2 separate regions of the Triticum aestivum genome follow, and region 1 is linked to region 2. Evidence: chromatin contacts called from public Hi-C data. All regions are on one chromosome and are shown on one strand. The core of a region is the stretch at or near the end of the contact, and the rest is flanking DNA. Distances in the headings are between cores, read along the strand shown. Region 1 holds the start of LOC123053975 (pentatricopeptide repeat-containing protein At1g77360, mitochondrial). Region 2 holds the start of LOC123053972.

Region 1 (4,074 bases), core at 1,334-3,833, 340 kb before region 2:
AAAAATACGAACAAGTATCGGAAAATTGCTCAAATTTTGGATTTGTAACCAAATTTCAAAAAGGGAAGAAAGTATGAATTTGAGAACAAATTTTGAAAATATGAACATTTTTTCAATTCCCAATTTTTTTGACAAACAAACAAATTTAAAGCCAGGAACTTTTTTAAATTTATGATTTTTTTGACAAAAGGAACATTTTGGACAAAGGGGAACATTGTTTTTTGCATCTGTGAACAAAATCTGAAACTCCAAACAAATTTTAAAAATGTGACCATTATGAACATTTATTGAATTTGTGAACAAAATTTGAAAACAACAACATTTTTTGAACTTATGAACATGTTTTGAAAGGCGAACATGTTTTTCAAATATGCATATATTTTTTAAATATCAAGAACACTTTTTGAAGTTGTGAACAAAATTCTAAACACGAACATTTTTTGAAAGGTGAAAATGTTTTCAAATACGTGAACATTTTTTAGAAATCACAAATGTTTTTGAATTTCTGAATAGAAATTAAAAAACATGATTTTTTGAACTTCTGAACATTGTTTGAAATTTTGAAATTCTGAAAGAGAAAAATGGGAACACAAAAACGAGTAGAAAAAAGAATTACAAATTAAATAAAAAAAGAAAAAAGAAAGAAAATATATCACAGAAAATAGAAAAAGGAAGAAAAGAAAAAGAGAAAACCAGATTAAGAAAAAATGTAAATAAAAAAAGCAAAAAAATAAAAAGTGGTTCAGGAACGTTCTAGAAGCTTCCAAAACCGACCAAGAAACTTCTAGAAGCTTCCAAAACTGATTAGGAAACCTCCAGAGGTTCCCAAAACCAGAACTGTAGCGTGTTTTATCTCATAACTGGTCGGCCCACCTTGTTCTCTCGTCGCTAGCTCTCTGTGCGAATCCTCAGCAGTTTGATGCAACACATGTCGTATAGGGTTTTCCTCACATTTTGCCAATTACTAGCACATATGACCGTGCGTTGCAATGAGAGAGTTAATTGGTGTGTCCATCAAAATAACCATCAACACGGCGGAAGAACATTCGAACGGTGCCAGCAGAAATTTATATAAGTAGTACTACATTAAGAAGCATGCTACACATACAATACTTTTGGTATGGTTTTCGAACGACGATTCTGATCTTAAAGAGCCTCATACCACGGCATTATTTTTATGTTGAAACAATGCTTGAAATTTGCACCAGGTCGTGAAAAAATCTTAAAAAAAGGGTTCTGTTAAACGTGTTTTACACCATCTCTTCATATGTTTGAAGATCAATAAAAAAAAGTTCGCATCCGAGCGAAACAACCCTAGTTCGTTGCATGCAACTCGACGCTTACATAGCGCCTCTCACCTTTCTGATTGCATTATTTTTGTCGCACATTACGGTCCCACACTAAGCCTTCATTTTTTAATAGATAACCCAGCTCAATTGGTTGCAACCAACTAAACGATGGTTGAGATCTCGGGTTCGAGATCACAGGAATAAATTAATTTTTTCTGCGACATAATTCTTTATCTCATAATGACCATGGGCGCCCCCTGCAGGAAAATACTCAATTGCACTGGGGCGGAGGGCCGGGCCCATTACCTATGTGCAAGACGTGCGACCGATGAGCCAAATAAATCAAAGCTGAATGATGGACGATTTTTTCTGTTTCTTTTCTTTATGTATGAAAAAACAGGAGTAAGAAATGTATGTTATATATATAGGTATAGAAAAGAAAAGTACCAACTAAAGGTGCATCATAAACAAAATTTTTAACAATTATAACATGCAAGATAATATTATATTCTATATATTTTTCTGAGCGGTTTTCATATATAACATGTTAAATTTGTAATTATCGTTTAGAAGATATTTTTTTAACAAATACTTGAATTTGCGTAAAATAAAAAGGTAAAAAAAGTAGCTGGGCCAAGATAATATCATACTATAGATATACGGGGAGAAAACTCAGCAAAAAATGAATTTGTGTAAAATAAAAGTTAAAAGAAGTAGCTGGGCCAAGATAATATCATACTATAGATATTCGGGAAGAAAATGCAACAAAAAAAAGTCAGAACCTGGGATCAAACCCAACTCTCCCCGATGGCAGAGCAACGCCCTAGCCAGTAGGTTACTTGTCTACTTGTCATAACGTTAGGGTCTAGCTGTAAATGATCCGGACGCAACCGGCGGCCACCTAATAAAAAACAAATCATTTTTGTCACTTACGGGTGGCATTGTTGGGTAACTTCTATTAATTTTAGGGATAATTTTCGTGACTACGACCAGAAGCAGTAGATGCTACCGCTCAAAAAAAAGAAGAAGAAGCAGTAGATGCTTTATTTTTTTTTCCAATTAAGCGAAACACAGTCGTTCCCACATTATTGGGCTAGGATGCGGAATGAAGTTAGTCAGCCGTGGGTTTGTCCGCCGAAACCAATAAACAGGCCAGATTTCAGCCGCGGCAGGTAACGACGGAGGCCCAAGACGACAGAGTTTGAGGATTTTACAAACACGCAGTTTTTCTTCAGATATAGAAAACCCAAACGCTGGATAGGAGGGCCAAAATTAGGATCGACAGTAGGAGTAGGATTTAGGGGGAAAGTAGAGGGGGACCCTGCAGATCGAAGAAAGCACAGCCGCCGCCGATGAGCGCAACGGAGAAGAGCACGGAGGGGGAGGGGGAGGGGGAGGGGTCCCAGCGCGTGGAGGCGTTCCTCGACATCCTCGGCCGCGTCCCGATGGGGGAGGTGGAGGGGGCGCTGACCTCCTGCGGCGTCGGCCCGACGGCGGAGGCCGCGGAGCAGGTGCTCAAGTCCGAAACCTGCTACTCCCGCCCCAAATCGGCCGTCCGCTTCTTCCGCTGGGCGAAGGCGTCCGTGCAGCTCACCCCCTTGGCCTGGAACCTCCTCGTCGACATCCTCGGTAAGGCCGCCATGTTCGATCCCATGTGGGACGCCGTCCTCTCCATGAGCCAGGAGGGCGGCCTCCTCTCCGTCGCCACATTCGCCTCCATGTTCGCCTCCTACTGCGCGCGCGGCAACTTCAAGGAAGCCGCCATGGCCTTCGACGTCATGGAGCGCCACGGCGTGACGCCGGACGCCGTTGCCCTCAACTCCCTCCTCGCCGCCATGTGCCGCCGGGATGGCGGCGGGCAGGCCGCGTGGGAGCTTTTCGAACGCTACAAGACCACGGTCGCGCCCGACGCGGACACCTTCGCGATACTGCTCGAGGCGTGGGAGAAGGAGGGGAACGTCCAGCGCGCCAAGAGCACCTTCGGCGAGATGGTCGTCCGCGTCGGGTGGGACGCCAGCAACATGCCTGCCTACGATGCTTTCCTCTCCACGCTCGTGCGAGGGGACCAGTTCAACGAGGCACTCAAGTTCCTCCAGGTGATGCGGACCAAGGGCTGCCTCCCGGGGCTCAAGTTCTTTGCCAACGCGATCGACCTTGTCGTCCGCAAGGGAGACCATGCCAATGCTATTGCTATCTGGCAAATTATGGTCTCGGATGCAGGACTGGTTCCCAATCTCCCAATGTACAACGCCGTAATTGGCCTCTGCTCTAGTGTCGGTAACACCGACTACGCCTTCCAGATGCTCGATGAAATGCCCTTAAATGGGGTCTTTGCAGATTCTGATACATATAATTCCATACTTGAGGGGCTCATCAAGCAGCGCAAGGCTCGTGAGACTGAAGGTTTCCTCGCGGAGATGAGCAAGAACGAGCAGCTGCCCTCCGCCTCCAACTGTGCTGCTGCTATCAGCTTATTTTGTCAGGAGTTTAACCCATCTGCCGCAGTTGACGTTTGGCACTGCATCGTGGAGCACCAAATTACTCCGGCTGAGGAATCAGCCAAAGAGTTAATAGCTGGGCTTCTCGACTTTAGCAGGTTCGCCGAGGTGAAGAAATATACCGATCAGATGCTTGACATGGGAATTGAGTTGCCCCAGTCCACCATTGAAAAAATGAAGCGAGCATTTTACAAGGCTGAGAGGCACCACACATATGACCAACTTGCACGAAGGTTGAAGCGGCGGTAACAACACATTGATGGTATAATTCATTAGGTATGTCTTCT
Region 2 (4,280 bases), core at 96-2,595:
CTAATTGAAATGTCACTAGAAGATTTATAAAAAAATAAATACAATATTATATCCTCATCATGAGCTGATGTCCTAGCCGTCCAATTTCCTCCCGTCACAGTCCCACCAAACCTGGTCATATGGGTCGGCACACCCAAAGGCCTGGCAACCCAGATAAAAAACCCAGCCCGACACGAAACAGTTGCAGGCAGGAAATTGTTGCGTTTCGGTCTAAAAAGCTAAGGAAAATACAAAAAAACTTAAAAAAACTAAAAAATTAAGGGGGAAAAAACTAAAATGGTCGTGTCGTCTGGCCTTAAGGCTTGGCTTCGAAGATCGGCCTTGTTCCATGGCCAGGCGAAGGTCGGCCGGTCCGGCCCTTTTACTCGCATGACATGCCCGACCAACGCCAGGCCAAAAATTCGTGCCCGCAAGCCGGTCCGGGAGGCATGGCCCATATGGCTAGGTTTGTGTTCCACGTTGTCAGCACATATTTTGAAGTGATCAGTGCAGATTCCGCCAAATCCTATTTGACGCCTTATGCACCCATTATTGGTTATTTGGTACGCAATGCCCCTCTCTCTCTCTCTCTCTCTCTCTCTCTCTCTCTCTCTCTCTCTCTCTCTCTCTCTCTTCTCTTGATTTATGGGCCAACCCATCTTAATGCACTAGAGGAATCTCCCAGAAGCTTCCTAGGCCGGATTCGGGAAGCTTCCGACCGGTTTTTTCTTTTTTGTTATTTGGTTTCTTGACCGGGTTTCTTCTGTTTTATTTTCCCTTTTTCTTTTATTTTTATTTTTCTCTTCTCTTTTTAAAATTTGTGTTTTTTTCAAATTCGTGAGCCTTTCTACAAAACTTGTGTTTTTTTCAAATCCATGATTTTTTTTGAATTCACGAACTCTTTTCAATTTTTATGAACTTTTTCCAAAATCCGCAAACTTTTATCAAATTCATGAATCTTGTTTTTCAAAATTGTTTTTTAAAATTGATGAACTTTGTTCATATTTATGAACTTTTCAAAAAAATGAACTTTATCCAAAATCAAGGAAAAAAATCAAATTTGTGATTTTTTCCCAAAAAATCTAGGAACCTTTTTGAAATTTCATAAACTTTTTCAAATACTCCCTCCGTCCCATAATATAAGAACGTTTTTGACACTAGACTAGTGTCAAAAATGCTCTTATATTATGGGACAGAGGGAGTATATTTTTTCCCATACTCGTGAACTTTTTATTGCAAATCTATGATTTTTTTTTGTTTTTTTAATTTTCCCCGAATTTTTTAGATTTGTTTTTTACAAAAGTCAAAACGGTGGACTGGTCACAGGTGACCGGTTAACGCTGACCGATGAACCATCGACCCGAGCGAGCGACGCGAGGGACCGTCCGCCTTTGTTGGGCCAGGCAGGCACAGGCGAGCAGCGCGTGAGCGCGAAGAGGAGGTCTCGCTCTCGCAGATTCCACCCCACCCCGCCGCGCATGCTCGCCATCGGCGTGCCGTGCCGTCCCGTCATCCGATCCCAAATCCGCAACCCGCACCGTCCGAAGCCAAAATCTCACGCTTCTCCTCCGCCTTCCTCCGAGCCGACCCCCGTGATCCCTAAGATCAAGACAATCCCCGGCCCGGCCAGCCCCCGCCGCCGCCCCCTCCTCGCCCGGCGAAGATGCACCTGTGGCCGTCGCTCCGGATCCGGGACTCGTTCAAGCACGCCTACCTGGAGAAGCTGGAGTTCAACCTCGCCAACAAGAAGCGCGCGCAGGGGCAGGGGCAGGGGCGGCAGGGCCAGGACGGGGACGAACAGCAGGCGCCGCTGCTCGAGGGCCGCTCGTCGTCGATGGTGGCCACCGCGGTCGAGCTCGCCTGCGACGCCGCCATGCTACTTTCGTGCTGCTGTTGCTGCTTCTGCTGCGGCGGTACGCCCTGCTGATTCCATTTCTAACTTTTTCGTTTGCTGTTTCGCATTTCATTGCCAAATTATGCATGCTGTTGTCCTCGCAGACAAATTAAAAAAACAGTAAAGAATTAAAGGAAAACTCACATGTGACTGATGATGGAATCGCTTAGGATTGAGATGGTACTGGAATGTGCAATCTGATGCCTTGATACCATGATTTGGTATCGCCCTGGGTTCACCTTATATCCTTGTGGAGACAATCTATACTGAAGAGCAGCATATTATTTTGGCCCTGATTGTAGTTAACTTTCCTAGCTACATTTACGTTGATACTGAAACTGTAAAAGTAGGCTATTAGAACCACCTGAGTTTGTGCTCTTACTTTTTTGGAAGTAGGGCATGCGACGTTTTTGGATTGGATGCATGATTTGATCATTGCATTGTTCACTCACCAGCTTTGATGGTCCTCCCTTAATATGTTAATGTGGGTCAGGCCATTTTCAGGATACAATTAGTGAACTTGTCAAATTTCTAGTTTAACATAATGAATTAATATGTTGAGGATAAAATCATCATTTTCAAATCATCATGTGGTTATCCATTTTTTGTTGAAATCCTTATAGCCAGATTACATCCTAGACTAAAAAATTGATGACTATACATCTCATGTCCGGCATGTTCCTCTGAAACCTGGATACTTCTCATGAAGAATCTGAATACTTTTGATACGAGATGGATATCCGCAACCCATCCAGGGATACCCCCCTAACCAAGCACCCTTAGCACCTCCTGATTCTGGCCAGTGGCATTGGAAACGTATATAGTTTTCTCCCATGCCTGTTGAAATTGTACATGGACTGGATTGAAGGCTAATTTCTGGAGGACAGAGGATACTCTTGGTTGCTCGGTAGGAAAATCATAAGTTGCTACAGGTCATAGGCTTGCCTCGTTCATCCTGAAATGCTTACAATGAAGAGTTTCAACAACTCGATTTCAGATCCTAGCCAGGCATGAGTAGTGACATAGACCCTGCAAATAGCTTTCAAATATGCATATGCATAATGGACACTCATCCTAAAAACTATGTGCATAACATCAATTGAACACTTAGCATCTGGTTCCACGATGAGTTGATTGTCACATGCAGCGAAGGTTCAAAATTTTGGTGTTCATAACGTGTTGTCCAGGTGACACTTACGTGGCTTAGTGGTATCGTAAAGGATCTTGGTGGTCAAGTCCACGCTCTTCTATAAGTCCAAGATAGGCTCCACGCAAAAAAAAATGGTCCAAGATAGGCAGTTCGCCCTACCTATTCTCGTTTCAAAATCAGTATGCTGTCCAATGTGAAGTTGTTTTGTGGAGTAATAAACTTCTAAGCAAGACCTGTGGAAAGAATTGCCACACCCTGGATATGTAAATTGCAAGGGCTATCTTGGTATACTGCTATGAGCTTTAGGTCAAACACACCCCTTTATCTGTACAAAAATTATGGCTGGTTGGTCGGCCATACAAAAACAAGCAGGAGGAACACCTAAGTTATTCGTGAATATCAAGGAGATTAGGACAGGTGGAGGATAGTCATTAGGAGATGAGATGTTTAGGAACTGAAGAGTTGTATCCTTGTATGACGGGATAATAGCAGGTCTATGTATCTAGATAGACAGACAGGTTAGAGACAGAGAAGATAGTTTGAATTGTTTTAGGTAAGACATAATTTGAGTCGGTTGGTTACTCCATATGCATCCAGTGAGCTAGAACCCAGTTTGCCTGTTCAGGTAGTTTAGGCTGTGCTGTATAAACAAGCTAGCATTTTAACCTTTTTTGCATGCAATCATTGAACAAAATTTTGAATAAGCCTCAGAATTTCTCTTCCGCATTAGGGATGAGCCCTGCCGCCGAATTGAAGAGGGCGAGTGCCCAATCCCCTGTCCTCTGATCATTATCCTATCCCAAATACTCGTTGTGGACTAAGGTCCATAAATATACATGAATAGTGTAATCTGGTCACCGAACCTTTGGTTTGTCTCTGTCTGTTCAGAATATTTAAAAAAATATATTATCTTCTTCTTTTCAACTTTTTTATGTTATCTACTTATCTTCTTTTGCACAAGATACGAGCTGTAGCTAATTGCCATCCTGTCTTCAAATTATGCAATTTGTTTTTGTTACAAATAAGTTGGAGCTGCAGCTGATATTCCTTGCCCCTTTCCACATATCTTCAGCACTTCAGGAGATCACAAATTTACATCCTCTATGCTGTTCCATGTCATCACCATGTTCTTTTTCACCTAAAAAAAGCTGCGACGTCTGCTCTCTGATTCATGATCTTTATATTGTCTAGAGATTTGTGTAACTTCACTCTAACCAATCTGTATGATGTATCAGCTTGTGGTGGTGAGGAGGACGA

Evidence for each region. Hi-C and Micro-C count contacts between places; a contact is called where the count stands out from the background.
Region 1: a Hi-C map of leaf shows a contact between it and region 2, with 4 times the contacts expected there. The contact joins the promoter of LOC123053975 here to the promoter of LOC123053972 in region 2. A contact is called at or near these places in 4 of 5 Hi-C or Micro-C datasets (leaf and an unstated tissue) and 1 of 1 datasets of contacts at active chromatin or transcription factors (leaf).

What each region holds. Positions count from the first base shown.
Region 1 is chr2D:482,744,469-482,748,542 of IWGSC CS RefSeq v2.1, reverse strand. It overlaps LOC123053975 (pentatricopeptide repeat-containing protein At1g77360, mitochondrial), which reads left to right and starts at 2,583. Exons shown (of 2, transcript XM_044477603.1): 1 at 2,583-4,063. The coding sequence starts at 2,642. The coding sequence ends at 4,036.
Region 2 is chr2D:482,407,542-482,411,821 of IWGSC CS RefSeq v2.1, reverse strand. It overlaps LOC123053972, which reads left to right and starts at 1,345. Exons shown (of 2, transcript XM_044477600.1): 1 at 1,345-1,892; 2 at 4,259-4,280. The coding sequence starts at 1,643.